Regions from separate parts of the Mus musculus genome. Here all the other regions are linked to region 2. A link is a contact called in public promoter capture Hi-C data. All regions are on one chromosome and are shown on one strand. The core of a region is the stretch at or near the end of the contact, and the rest is flanking DNA. Distances in the headings are between cores, read along the strand shown.

Evidence for each region. Promoter capture Hi-C pulls out the DNA fragments that hold promoters and counts their contacts. Capture Hi-C pulls out chosen DNA fragments and counts their contacts.
Region 1: a promoter capture Hi-C map of pancreatic islet shows a contact between it and region 2. The contact joins the promoter of Ccr4 here to the promoter of Cmtm7 in region 2. A contact is called at or near these places in 1 of 115 datasets of contacts at active chromatin or transcription factors (memory CD8 T cells) and 1 of 9 other capture datasets (pancreatic islet).
Region 3: a contact with region 2 is called in a promoter capture Hi-C map of hippocampal neurons, with 4 times the contacts expected there. The contact joins the enhancer-like site here to the promoter of Cmtm7 in region 2. A contact is called at or near these places in 5 of 39 promoter capture datasets (the 3T3-L1 cell line, cranial neural crest, hippocampal neurons and 1 more), 7 of 484 Hi-C or Micro-C datasets (the CH12 cell line, cerebellar granule neurons, cerebral cortex and 4 more) and 5 of 115 datasets of contacts at active chromatin or transcription factors (bone marrow-derived dendritic cells, cardiomyocytes, embryonic forebrain and 2 more).
Region 4: a contact with region 2 is called in a promoter capture Hi-C map of hippocampal neurons, with 4 times the contacts expected there. The contact joins the enhancer-like site here to the promoter of Cmtm7 in region 2. A contact is called at or near these places in 6 of 39 promoter capture datasets (the 3T3-L1 cell line, the HPC-7 cell line, cranial neural crest and 3 more), 1 of 484 Hi-C or Micro-C datasets (cortical neurons), 2 of 115 datasets of contacts at active chromatin or transcription factors (craniofacial prominence and large pre-B cells) and 1 of 9 other capture datasets (liver).

What each region holds. Positions count from the first base shown.
Region 1 is chr9:114,495,058-114,497,810 of GRCm38.p6, forward strand. Ccr4 (chemokine (C-C motif) receptor 4) reads right to left here and starts at 1,487. Exons shown (of 2, transcript NM_009916.2): 1 at 1,441-1,487.
Region 2 is chr9:114,780,598-114,783,307 of GRCm38.p6, forward strand. Cmtm7 (CKLF-like MARVEL transmembrane domain containing 7) reads right to left here and starts at 1,396. Exons shown (of 5, transcript NM_133978.2): 1 at 1,071-1,396. The coding sequence starts at 1,205. It overlaps Gm9888 (a long non-coding RNA gene), which reads left to right. Exons shown (of 3, transcript XR_003948087.1): 3 at 701-1,075.
Region 3 is chr9:115,243,868-115,246,624 of GRCm38.p6, forward strand. It overlaps Stt3b (STT3, subunit of the oligosaccharyltransferase complex, homolog B (S. cerevisiae)), which reads right to left. Exons shown (of 16, transcript NM_024222.3): 15 at 2,178-2,390; 16 at 1-178. The coding sequence ends at 98. Among named protein-coding and RNA genes, the nearest start is that of Gm26962, 45 kb to the left of the region's middle. Within about 2 kb of position 1,379, at least 16 of the 459 cell types and tissues checked have an H3K27ac peak or open chromatin away from gene starts, as enhancers often do.
Region 4 is chr9:115,286,637-115,289,570 of GRCm38.p6, forward strand. The region is part of intron 1 of Stt3b (STT3, subunit of the oligosaccharyltransferase complex, homolog B (S. cerevisiae)); the gene reads right to left. Among named protein-coding and RNA genes, the nearest start is that of Stt3b, 22 kb to the right of the region's middle. Within about 2 kb of position 1,650, at least 37 of the 459 cell types and tissues checked have an H3K27ac peak or open chromatin away from gene starts, as enhancers often do.

The sequences.
Region 1 (2,753 bases), core at 237-2,736, 290 kb before region 2:
TTCAGCTGTGCCTGTGTTAATGGAGGCCAGAGGTGTCTTTTGCTATCACTCTCTACCTTGTTTTTTGAGATACAGTCTCAATACCAGGACTCTCTGTTTTGGGAAGACAGGCTGGCCAAGGAACCTCCCATTTATCCGTCTCCACGGTGTCTCCACCGAGGGGGAGGGCTATGAGGTCCTAGGCGTGCACAGCCACTCCTGGCTTTTGCTCACCTTCTGGAGAGCTCAAGGCCCTGTGTTTTAGGTACGAACGCATTGCCCACTGAACCATCACCCCTACCCCTGGTGTTTTTTCAAAAGAGATTTTATTTCTTTGGTTTTTTTTTTTTTTTCCCCTTGGAAAAGCATGATGAAGACTTGTCACATGGGAGAGTCTCCTGGGAGGCTTGTCAGTGACTAACAACTGTCTTGTGTTGCTATCATTTTACCAGTAAAGTTTAAAGGGGGAAAAAAATTTCAGTAAAACAGAAGAATGAAGATAGGCTCAGAAGAACAAACCGCCAAACAAAAAGGATAGTCCAGTCTACTGGCCCATATATATATGCCAGCATTTGAGAGGCTGAGGCACAGGCAGGAAGGCCAGAAGTTCAAGGCCATGCTCAGCAACACTGAGGGTGAGGCCAGCCTGCACTGTATCTGACTCTCAAAACCAAGTGAGGCCAAGAGGATGCTCTGCAAATGGAGACATCTGCCTAACCCTGAGTTTAATTCCTTGGTCTCACATGGTAGAAAAAAAAACAGACTCCCGCAAATTACCCTCTGACACGCACCCTCCGTATATAGGCACACACACACATCCATATATACCTGCACTACATAAAGAAATGTAATAAAATACATTTCAAAAGAAAATTACTAATTAAGTAAGTAAGTCACCTACGATGCCGTAATTCCTGGGTATGTGATATTCCTTGCTGGAACAAGCAGAAAAGTTTGCAGTCCTCGTCAGACTTGAGGGCGTGAGCCGAGTCCGGAATGGATGCCTGGCTGGTGAAGCCTCAGGCGGCCTGCCTGCAGACAGGTAGGAAGTGTGTGTTCTCCAAGACAGAGGCCAGCACCAGCAAGATTAAGAAGCCTGAGTGTGAAGCTGCTGAGATGGCTTGGTGGCTAAGGTCCCTGGCTGCTCTGGAAGAGGACACGGCTTCAATTTCTAACACCCGGATGGTGGCTCGAAACCATCTGTAACCCCAATTCCAGGGGATCCGAGGCCCTTTTCCTTTTCTTACAACCTCCTTAGGCACAAGCACACACGTGGGCACTTACATATTTGCAGGCAAAACATTCTTACACATACAACAAGATAAATTAACAAAACAAAACAAAACAAAACCTGAGTGTGGGGCCAGGCAGGTAGCTAGTCACCTGTCCGTGCTCCCCGAAGCCACAGGCACCTGCAGCAGCGCAGCCACAGGTCCCGCGAATGTCCCTGTCTCCACCTACCTTGCTCTTCTGAAAGTGATCCTGAGGACAGTCTATGAAGCAATGCCAGGATCCTAGAAGCAGCAAAGGTGCTTTGAAGGGTATGTGACTTCCTGTGACACTGTGATATACCAACTCTCCCCTCACCCATGTGGGGCTTCTTGACAAAAGGAAGAAGAAAGAAAAAAAAAAAAAAAAGCTGAGTGACTCATTTCCCCAAACGCAAAGCTAGGCTGGTGTAGTTTCTTCTGTGGCAGGGAAGAAAAATGACAAGAAGGTAAGAGCCAGGTGCAGCGGCGTAGACTGTGATCCCAGCACGTGGGAGGTGGAGGCAGGCGGTCATCCTGGGCTACATAGTGTGTTTAAGGCTAACCTGAACTACATGTGAACCTGCCTCAAAAAAGAATGGATGGGAGGGCATGGAGGGAAGGGACAGGGAGGGAGAATAAAAAGGGAAACTTTAAGGCTTTTCAAGTTGTGAAATATATGTGCTGTGGGTTAGGGATGGCGCACAGAGGCAGAGGGTTTGCTTAGAGTGATCAAAGCCCTGGGTCTAATCGCAGGACCACAAAGAGCAGTTGTTTAAAAAAAGAAAAACTGTGAGCACGAGTCCCTTGATTAGGTCTTCAACTCTGGGAGAAGACCAAAAACAAAAAAACCAACAAGAAACAAAACAAAACAACCAACAACAAAACAAGCAAAAACAAAAACAAACCAAAAACAACAAACCGAACAAAAACATGCAGAGGAGGGGAAAGTTGATTTAATGATGTGAGTCTGACTTACAAGGTGACTTCGTCAGGTAACTCCATTTTCAGAGGATCTGCTGCCCTCTCCTAGACATGGCACAAGCTCGACGCAGCAACACACATGGAGGCAAAACCTCCATCCATATAAACAAAACCGGAAATGACTGAGCTGCCAGGGGGAGCATGAGTTGATCTTGAGACCCAGGGCAGCTTTCAGCCTTGTGGGATGGGCAAGCTGCTACTACCCAGAGGTAACCAGCAGGCAGCCTGGCACAGTGCATCCCCACTCCTTAAGAACCAGGAGACCTTCCTGCAGGGAGGATTTCAAATGAAACATCAGGGTCAGAAGAGACAAGAGCACTGGCTGCTCTTACAGAGGACCTGCCACCAGCTCTCTGTACCCAAGTGTCTGTAGCTCCATTTCTAGGGGACCTGACACTCTCTTCGTCTCTGTGGCTACTGCACACATGTGGCGCACTTACATATATGTAGGCCAAAGCCTCATACACATACAAGTGAGAATAAATAAACATTGTTTTTCTGGGGCAGGAGACATGAAGTTTGTAGCCTCAGCTGCCCTGAAAT
Region 2 (2,710 bases), core at 146-2,645:
AATCCAAGACTGCTTAGCACCAGACCTTTTTAGTTCCGTATTAAAACTGCCTGTGTCCCAATCTTGGTCCATTTAGGCACCCTTCTCAGGAGAGGCGGAACGTCTTCCTCCCACCTTTCTACACTCTAGGCATCCAAAATAACGGTTATGGAAGGCACAAAGCTCTGGCCCTGTACCAGCCCCGGGGGGGGGGGGTCGGGGAGGGGGGAGGCTGCTCCAGCTTCGCTGGCAGGTCCCAGCTTCCGGGTCTGTGACCTTGCACTGGGGTCCCTACATCTCTCCGCAGCTTTCTACAAACCACCACTCCCCTCTCCACCCATGATAAGTAGGGAATTCAAACGGCCCAGCCCAGTTTCAAAACACACCACACAAACAGAAAAGGTATTGTAGACGAGACATTTGCACAGAGGTTGAAAAACAAAAACGGGAGGGAAAAAAGAAGGGTGGGTAGAGAGCGAACAGGATCAGGCCTGGTAAACTTCTGGTCGGGCCAGAAGCTTTTGTGCAGCTCTGGTCACAGTAACAGCCGGCTGCTCGCCTTGCCCTGCCTGGCTCCAAGCGAGCACCAGAAGCCCCCTAGCCACAAGCCTGCCTAGTTAACCTAGTTAACTAGTTCTGCCTTCTGAGGCGCCTCGGAAGGCTGACAGGGCGCAGGGGACCTGGCGATGGTCTGAAAGGCGGCGCTTCTCCCGATCCCCAGCAGAGATTCGAAAGTCAAGCCGAGCCCTCTTGTCGCCGAGCTCTACCCTCTCGGGCGGGAGCCCGTGCGCGGCCTGGAGATGGCAGGGGATAGCAGGAGACTCTCCCTCCCCCAGCCCGGGTGCGAGACGTGCGGCCTGGAGAAGAGGAAGGAAGACGAGGAGGAACTCGCACCCCGGGTTTCGGTGGGGAAGTGAGCTGGGCCCGGTAGGGAGGCAGCTGGAGAAGTGAGGGGGCCAGGGATCCTGTCGGCTGTTCCCGGAACTTTCTAGGGGGACACTGGGGCATCAAAGGGGCGCGCGGTGCTCCCAAGGTCCGGGCCAGGTGCAGCCCCGTGTACGGGTCCCCAGGTTCCACTCCACTCTTCTTACCATCTGCGCCACTTTGAACAGGGCGCCGTGGGTGAGCGGGTACACCCGGTCCAGCAGTCCCTCCGAGGGCTGGCCTGGCCCCAGCGCGCCGCCGCTGCTGCACGTGGTCCGGACGAGCCCCGATCCATGAGACATCGCGCGACCCAGCCCGGGCTGGCCGCCTCCGAGGCCCGGGGACCTCTGGCCGGTGAAGCTGGGACGGGACGGGGCGGAGCCTCAGGGGCGGGGCGCACGGCTCCCTCTTCCCAGCTGCGGCCGGACCCGGAGAGGACTCGGGAGCAGATGCCCCGCAAGCCCCTGCCCTCTAGACACGCGGAAGTTGGACTGGCGTGGGCAGGAAACCGGACGCCTGGGGCCCTGGCCTCTCCCAGGAGCGCACCGCCCAGGTCACAGCTGGTGATGAGCCTCCAGGGATTTTTTGTGTGGGTGCGGCTGCTACTAGGTACTGACACGAGTAGGGGGAAATGCCCTGAGCATACCGTGCTGCGCTGTTCATTTCTGCTTCTGTGTGTGTGCACGGGGCACGCACCTGTGCCACCATCACCTACAGCAATAAAAACAGGTCCATCGCCTCAGGACCTTCCTCCCCCACCCTCCCACCATTCTGCTTTCTTTCTTATTATTTTTTTTTGTTGTTGTTATTTTTGCCTTTTTTTCTTTCTTTCTAAAAACATACTCTCTCTTGCCAGAGTTGGGTAGCACTTATTTTTAATTCCAGCACTAGGAAGGCAGAGGCAGGAGGATCTCTGTGAGTTCGAGGTCAACCTAGTCTACATAGTGAGCCCCAGGACAGCCAGGACTACACAGAGAGATCCTGCCTCAAAAACAAACAAAACAAACAAACAAGCCAGGCTCTCAGTGTGTACCACTGGCTAACCTGGAACTCCTGTATAAACCCAGCTAGCCTCAAACTCGCAGGTATTCTCCTTGCCTCTGCTTCCCGGGTGCTGGAATGATACCATACCCAACCGAGGTGACTCTAGGCACTGTCAAAGTCGACAGTTAAAGCTAATCAGGACACCACTCTCAGCATCGCAGTACATCTTTTTAAGTATGTATGTGTGTGTGTGTGTGTGTGTGTGTGTGTGTGTGTGTATACAGAGGCCAGTGGAGGATGTCTAGTGTCCTGCTCTGTCACTCTGTCTACCTTACTCTTCGGTGAAGAGAGATTCGTCTATCTCAGGACATAGAAAATGTCTGATAAAAGCAGCCTAAGAAAAGAGGAGAGATTCTTTTGTCTCATGATGGAATGTTTACTTTTCTTTTCCTGGTCTGTTATTGGACCTGGGGTGAATAGAAGTTTGTTTGTCTCAGTGTTAGAAGTCAAACAACACCAGGTTAGTCCTAATTTATGCTCCCTGCCCACACGCAGGGTTTCTCTGTATATTACTGGCTGTCCTGGAACTCACTCTGGAATCCAGGCTGGCCTCAAACTCAGAGATCTGTCTGCCTCTGCCTCCCCAGTACTGGGGTTAAAAGCGTGTGCCACTACTGCCTAAGACTTTTTTTTTTAAATAGATTCTTTGATTTTTTTTTTAACTTAGTGAATTTATTTTATGTGTATGGGTGTTCTGCCCACATCTAGCTCTGTGCGCCATGTGTGTGCCGGGTGCCTGCAGAAGCCAGAAGAAATTACAAAG
Region 3 (2,757 bases), core at 129-2,628, 460 kb after region 2:
GATGTTCTGTACCCTTGGTGCTGTGAAACAGGACATGAGCAGAAGGCAAAGACCGGTTCTCTCAAGGACTGCTGCAAGTGAGGCCAGAACAGCGCATTTAAACAGTCTTCTTAGAGGTCTTCTTGCCTTTCTTAAACACTAGCTTATTTTTAACGTAGCCACGCTTCCTTTTAGTAGTCTAGAAAGAGAGAAGAATACATGGAATTAGTTCAGGTGTCTCACACACAGAAGCACCTAGACACACCCAGCTTTTGTTATGAAAGTTAGTCTTGGGACCTGACAGTGCACTGCTGTCCTGTAAGAAAACTTGGATGAGTAGCTTTAGAGGACCGACAGCGTCCCTCCTGTCTCCCTCTTCAAGCACTACACGCTTAGTGGGAACAACAGCAGAGTCCAGGTCCAGTCTAAGGAACTAGAAAGGTGATGCTACTGCTGGCTAAGCAGCCGCAGGAAACTGGCTGTGTCAGAAATACAGTAATGGAGCCCGTCTCAGAGCCCCACTCTCCCATCTGCAGAATGAGGATGATAATCCATGTACCTTCAAAACTTAAAAGGCAAAAATCCCTTGGCCTATTCTGTCATGTCCTCTGAGGAAGGCAGCATGTCAAGATGAAAACAAACATTCCTCTAGTTTCATAAATCTTGTAAAAATAAAACAATTCTTCACAGCTTGTTGTCTAATATTGTTTATGTGGGCATATGTGTGCACTTAGGCATACACGCACATAGGTCCAACGCCAACCTCTACTGTTCTCCATCTTGTTTTTGAGACAGTGACAGTCTGTCACTGAACCTAGAGCTCACCAATTCAGCAAGGTTGGCCGGACAAGGGATCTGCCTGCCCCGCCAGTGGTAGGTTGACAGGTGTATGCTGCCTGTCATAATGTGCTTCTGATGCAGGTGCCAGGGATCAGGTCAGCAGTCACTTTGCCCACTGAGCCATCTCTCCAGCCCTACTAAAATGCAGGTGTTTCTGTAGAAGACTGCACCAGATATGGTTGGAGAAACTGCTACAAGGACATCTGCTAAACCAAGAGGATGGCCAGATCTAAGACGCAGAGGAAAGCACTGTATGTATCTCATGCAGGAACTAGGTTTTTACATTAACACTTGTTACCAAGGCTGCCCTGGTGGTGGAGAGAACCAACTCTACAGACTGTCTTCTGATCTCTGCACCTCAGGAGTGGGGCATACCTCCTCCTCCACTCCTCAAACTAAATATGTTAAAAATAAATTTCTATTTAGACATACATAGAGCCAGTATTCAGGAGGTGAGGACAGTAAAGTTTCTAGTTTCAGACCAGCCTAGTCTACACTGCAAATCACTTCATAAAAGTGAATACAAGTTACCACTTGGAAAGTCTAAGCGATGTGACTCATGTTCTGAAGTGGTGGGCGTGTACTTAGCCAGTGTGAGTGAACTGTTCAGGTTACGGAGTCCCTAGGGACTGCCTGCATCAGTTTACTGATCAGTACTATGCAACCATAGCCACGGTGGCACTCCTGACTGACGGCACCTCTCCCTGCGGCCACTGTCACTGTCAGCTATCTCTACTAGGGAAGGTTAGGACATCTACCCAACTTAAAGGAGTAATGACCCCAGTAAGAGACTACCTGACCCACTGTTTGTTAAGAAAGGACTGCCATGGTCTCCTCACAATCCCTGCCTACAAGCTCTGTCATAGTAATTACATTAAAAATAGGTAGCTTAAGAAAAGGGATTTGTTTGGGTTTTTGTTTCAGAAGGGCTCATTCAACTGCAGACAATCTACTCAGCAAACAAAATAAAAGCCCCATTCAAGAGTAGAGCATGAATACAAGTGTGCTTTAACCTGAAGAGGAGGAAGCAGTCACTACAGCTCTCCTAAGTTCTGAGTTTCATGCAGGCAGGACAGCACTAGCCAGACACCATTTAGATCCCAGGGAGAGATGCAGAGACTGGAGTAAGAATGCCTGCAGAAAAGCTTCCATTGGGGTTGCCAACAACCAGCAGGCCACCTGCAAAGTTGTGGCTTGAGGTTGCTCAAGTGCTCCTGATGAAAACAGGACTCCTGTAGCCTTGTATCTTCCTCACACAATCCGTCATGTTCTTCATGAGCAGTTGTTAGCATTTCCAATAGCAGCCTACTCACCCACTAACCCACTGAACCCAGGAGATTATTTCGGCAGGCACCCACCTTCTTTGACAAATACTTCTGTTTGGGGACGATGTTGGTGACTCGAGGTTTGTGACCTAGTGTCTCCCTGTTGTCAGGTGCTTTCACTTTATATATCCTGACAAGCCAGTGCTCTGATGTAAAAGCTTCCTCCAAATGCTTGAATTTAATGTCTTTATTTCCAATCTCAGCATTACGTGTTCGGTCAAAGCCTGGGGGAGTGCGAAAATCTAGCTGCGAAAGAAACATCAAAACCTAATGTTAGCCTTTTGGAAAACATTCAGTATTGCAAAGTAGCAACTACTGTCAAAGGACAATGACCTTTTTTTTAAATCTACAATACAGAATGGAAGAAGCATCATAACAGGTCTCAATGCCCAGATAGAAGAATTCATGAAGACAACTAGACCCATCAGAGTATATATGTCAGAGTCCTTACAAATTGATAGATATGCAGTGTAAGTGTGGTCCTGGGCATGGAGAAGGATGGAGGAGGATGGAGGAGAGTGGAGGAGAGTGGAGGAGGATGGAGGAGAGTGGAGGAGGATGGAGGAGAGTGGAGGAGAGTGGAGGAGAGTGGAGGAGAGTGGAGGAGGATGGA
Region 4 (2,934 bases), core at 400-2,899, 510 kb after region 2:
TACTCAGTTCTATTCACTTCTGCATCACATTCTCAGATCCAAGATTAGCACATTTTTAGAGGAACACAGAAGATACTGCAGCCATTTAGAAACAGCCTTCATAAAAATAAATTTTAAAAAACTCTAAAATAAAGTGACACTAAGAAGGAAGCAATCAAAAAAATGACTGGGGGGAGGACCTCAACCATTTAGCAGTGAAAAAGCACACCAATACAAGGGAGATGAGAAAGAAACACTGTCTTACATCTAAACAGTTGAGTCCACAAAGCTTTTATACCCAAGGCAAGAGCACAAGTCTAACGCAGCCTCTGCGCACCAAACCCAAGGCACACGGCAGGAACAATCAAGTAGGAGCAGAGAAGAAAGGTAACGGCCCGGGGAGGCAGCTGGGATGAGTGCGGGCAATGAGAAACCAGAAAGGCCAGGAGTGACAGCTTGTGATCTCAGTACTCAGGGGAGGAGCACTGGGAAGTGAAATCCCAGGCCAAATGGCCTACACAAGGAGAGCCTGTCTCAAAGAAACCCAAAAAGCAAAAGAGAAAGTGTTGTACAAGAGAATGAATGGAGTAGATGGAGGCCGGCATGGGCCAACACAACACCAGGCAAAGCCTTGAACCCTTCTCTCGAGTTCTAATTTGCTTTAAGTTGAGAAGTTAGGTTAACTATAGTTTGTATTAAAAAAATAAATAAATCAGGAAACACAAGCTCCTACAGAGACAAGACTCCCAGGAAGTCTTGTCTGACAGAACATTCGAATAAATAGCACACACCTCTACACAAGGCTTTTCTACGCATCACTTCTACAAAGTGATAAATCATTTATTTTTTAAAATTTCTCAAGTATATTTATATACCAAGCTTTTTTGATGTACGAAGAAAATTGAAAAACAAAATGGTTTTTCTGGGGCTTAAATACAATAAACACAAAGCAGATTAGAGATGGGAAAGGTTCCACAAAATGTGAGTAAATTTAGAAGATAGGACAGACTCCTCTAAGCAAGGATAAAGTTCTATCTCACACCATCTGTACGACACTTAAGAATGAAGGAGTCACCTACTCAGAGAGAGGTTAAAGAAACTAGTAAGTAAAGGCAAGCCTGCCTAGCTTGCTTTCTACTGCAAATGCTGGGGTAATGTTGTGATAAAACATTTGAACCAAAAGCAGTTTGGGGAAGGGAGGCTTATTTCAGATTGTATGTCCCCACTATAACCCATCATGGAGGGCAGTCAAGACAGGAACCTGAGGGCAGGAAGTGGAGCAGAGAGCACAAAGGAACAATGCTTACTGGCTTGAGCCTCATGGCTTGCTCACCTGCCCAGGATGGAATTGCCTGTAATGAGCTGGTCTATCAATCATTAACAAGGGAATAACTCGCCCACAGGGTAAGCTGATGGGGAGTCTCTCCCCAGGTAGTCAATCTATGGGCACAGTTCCTGAGAGGGAGCGTGGTTATGAGGTCTGAAGACTGTTTACAATTCTTCTAACTTGTGGTACTAAATATGGCATTTTTTCATTCTCTCATCTGGCACACATTCACAAACACAAACAAAACCTCGGAATGAGATGACTGGATTAAGGCACAAATGTCTAACACCTGGCCAAAGTCATACAGCTATGAAGTGGCTGAGATGGCAGCTCTAGCCCCAGCACCCACATTCTTCAACTTGATCCCAGGATGACTCTGAGCAGTGGTGGCAGCAGTGGTGGCGGTGGCAGCAGTGGCAGCGGTGGCAGCGGTGGAGGCTGCAGAACTTCACTCACATCCCCTTCTGGGCACTGTTATTTTGAAGTAGATTTAAAAGTGCTTAGGAGTTCCAAAAGGCTCTCCCTTGGCTATGTTCCTAAGAATTGGAATACAGAACATGTTGTCCTCCATTTAATCTGCACTTCTCTGTTATATTTTGGGTACTTGTACAAATCTCATTTAATGAAAGGGTTCAAAGCTAAGAGTATTTGAAAAACACTGGTTATTCATGTTTAGATATGTATTCTATAAACATGTAACTAAGAACTGATAAAGTTCTCTTAATTGTTTTAAGATGTGGGGCTGAAGAGATGTTTCAGCAGTTAATAGCACTTGTTGCTCTAGAAGAGGATCAGGTTCAGTTTCTAGCACCCACACGATAGTTCACAACTGTGACCTTGGTTCTAGAATGACTTCTGATCTCTTTAGCACCATGCATATGGTACACACACACACACACACACACACACACACACACACACACACACAGGCTAAACACTCATAAGCATAAAATGAATCTTTAAAAGAAAATTTAAGAATGAACTTGAAACCAGACATGGGGTGGCAGCACACGCCTTTAAACTCAAGGCTCAGGAGGCAGAGGCTGCAGATCTCTGTGAGTTGGAGGCGAGCCTGGATTACAGGGTGAGTTCCAGGACAGCCAGGATTACATAGTGAGACCCTGGCTCAAAAGAAAGAAAGGAGTAACATGGAACCTTTTGTTAAGTTACTTTGGAACCAATACAGAAGAGTCCAGCAAAATGGCTGGGTTGCTTCAGATTTAAACTCTTTAACAGTTACTGTAACCATGGCCCCTAACAAACCTTGATCAGGCCTGCTTGATAGGTGACAATCACTACCTCCTAAAGGCCTTATCAAGTTTATAAATGCTTTCTTACAAGCCAAGTGTTACTCCCATAAAAGAAAAACAGAGCAGTGTGTCTCCATCTCTGCCCTACCTGGACCCAAGGTCAACTTCTGTCAATCTTGACAGAACTAGTTTCAGTGAACTGATGTCTAGTCTGTCCCACTGTGCTAGGCTCTTCTTCTTCTTGTCTTAGGAAGGGATGTATACGCACGAGCATAAGAGCAATTCTCCCTTTCTCTCAACAAGGCTCAGCCTCTCCTTCCACCAAAGACAAGCGTGCTACCCAGTATTAAGAACTACTTTGGGAGAACAGCTAATAAT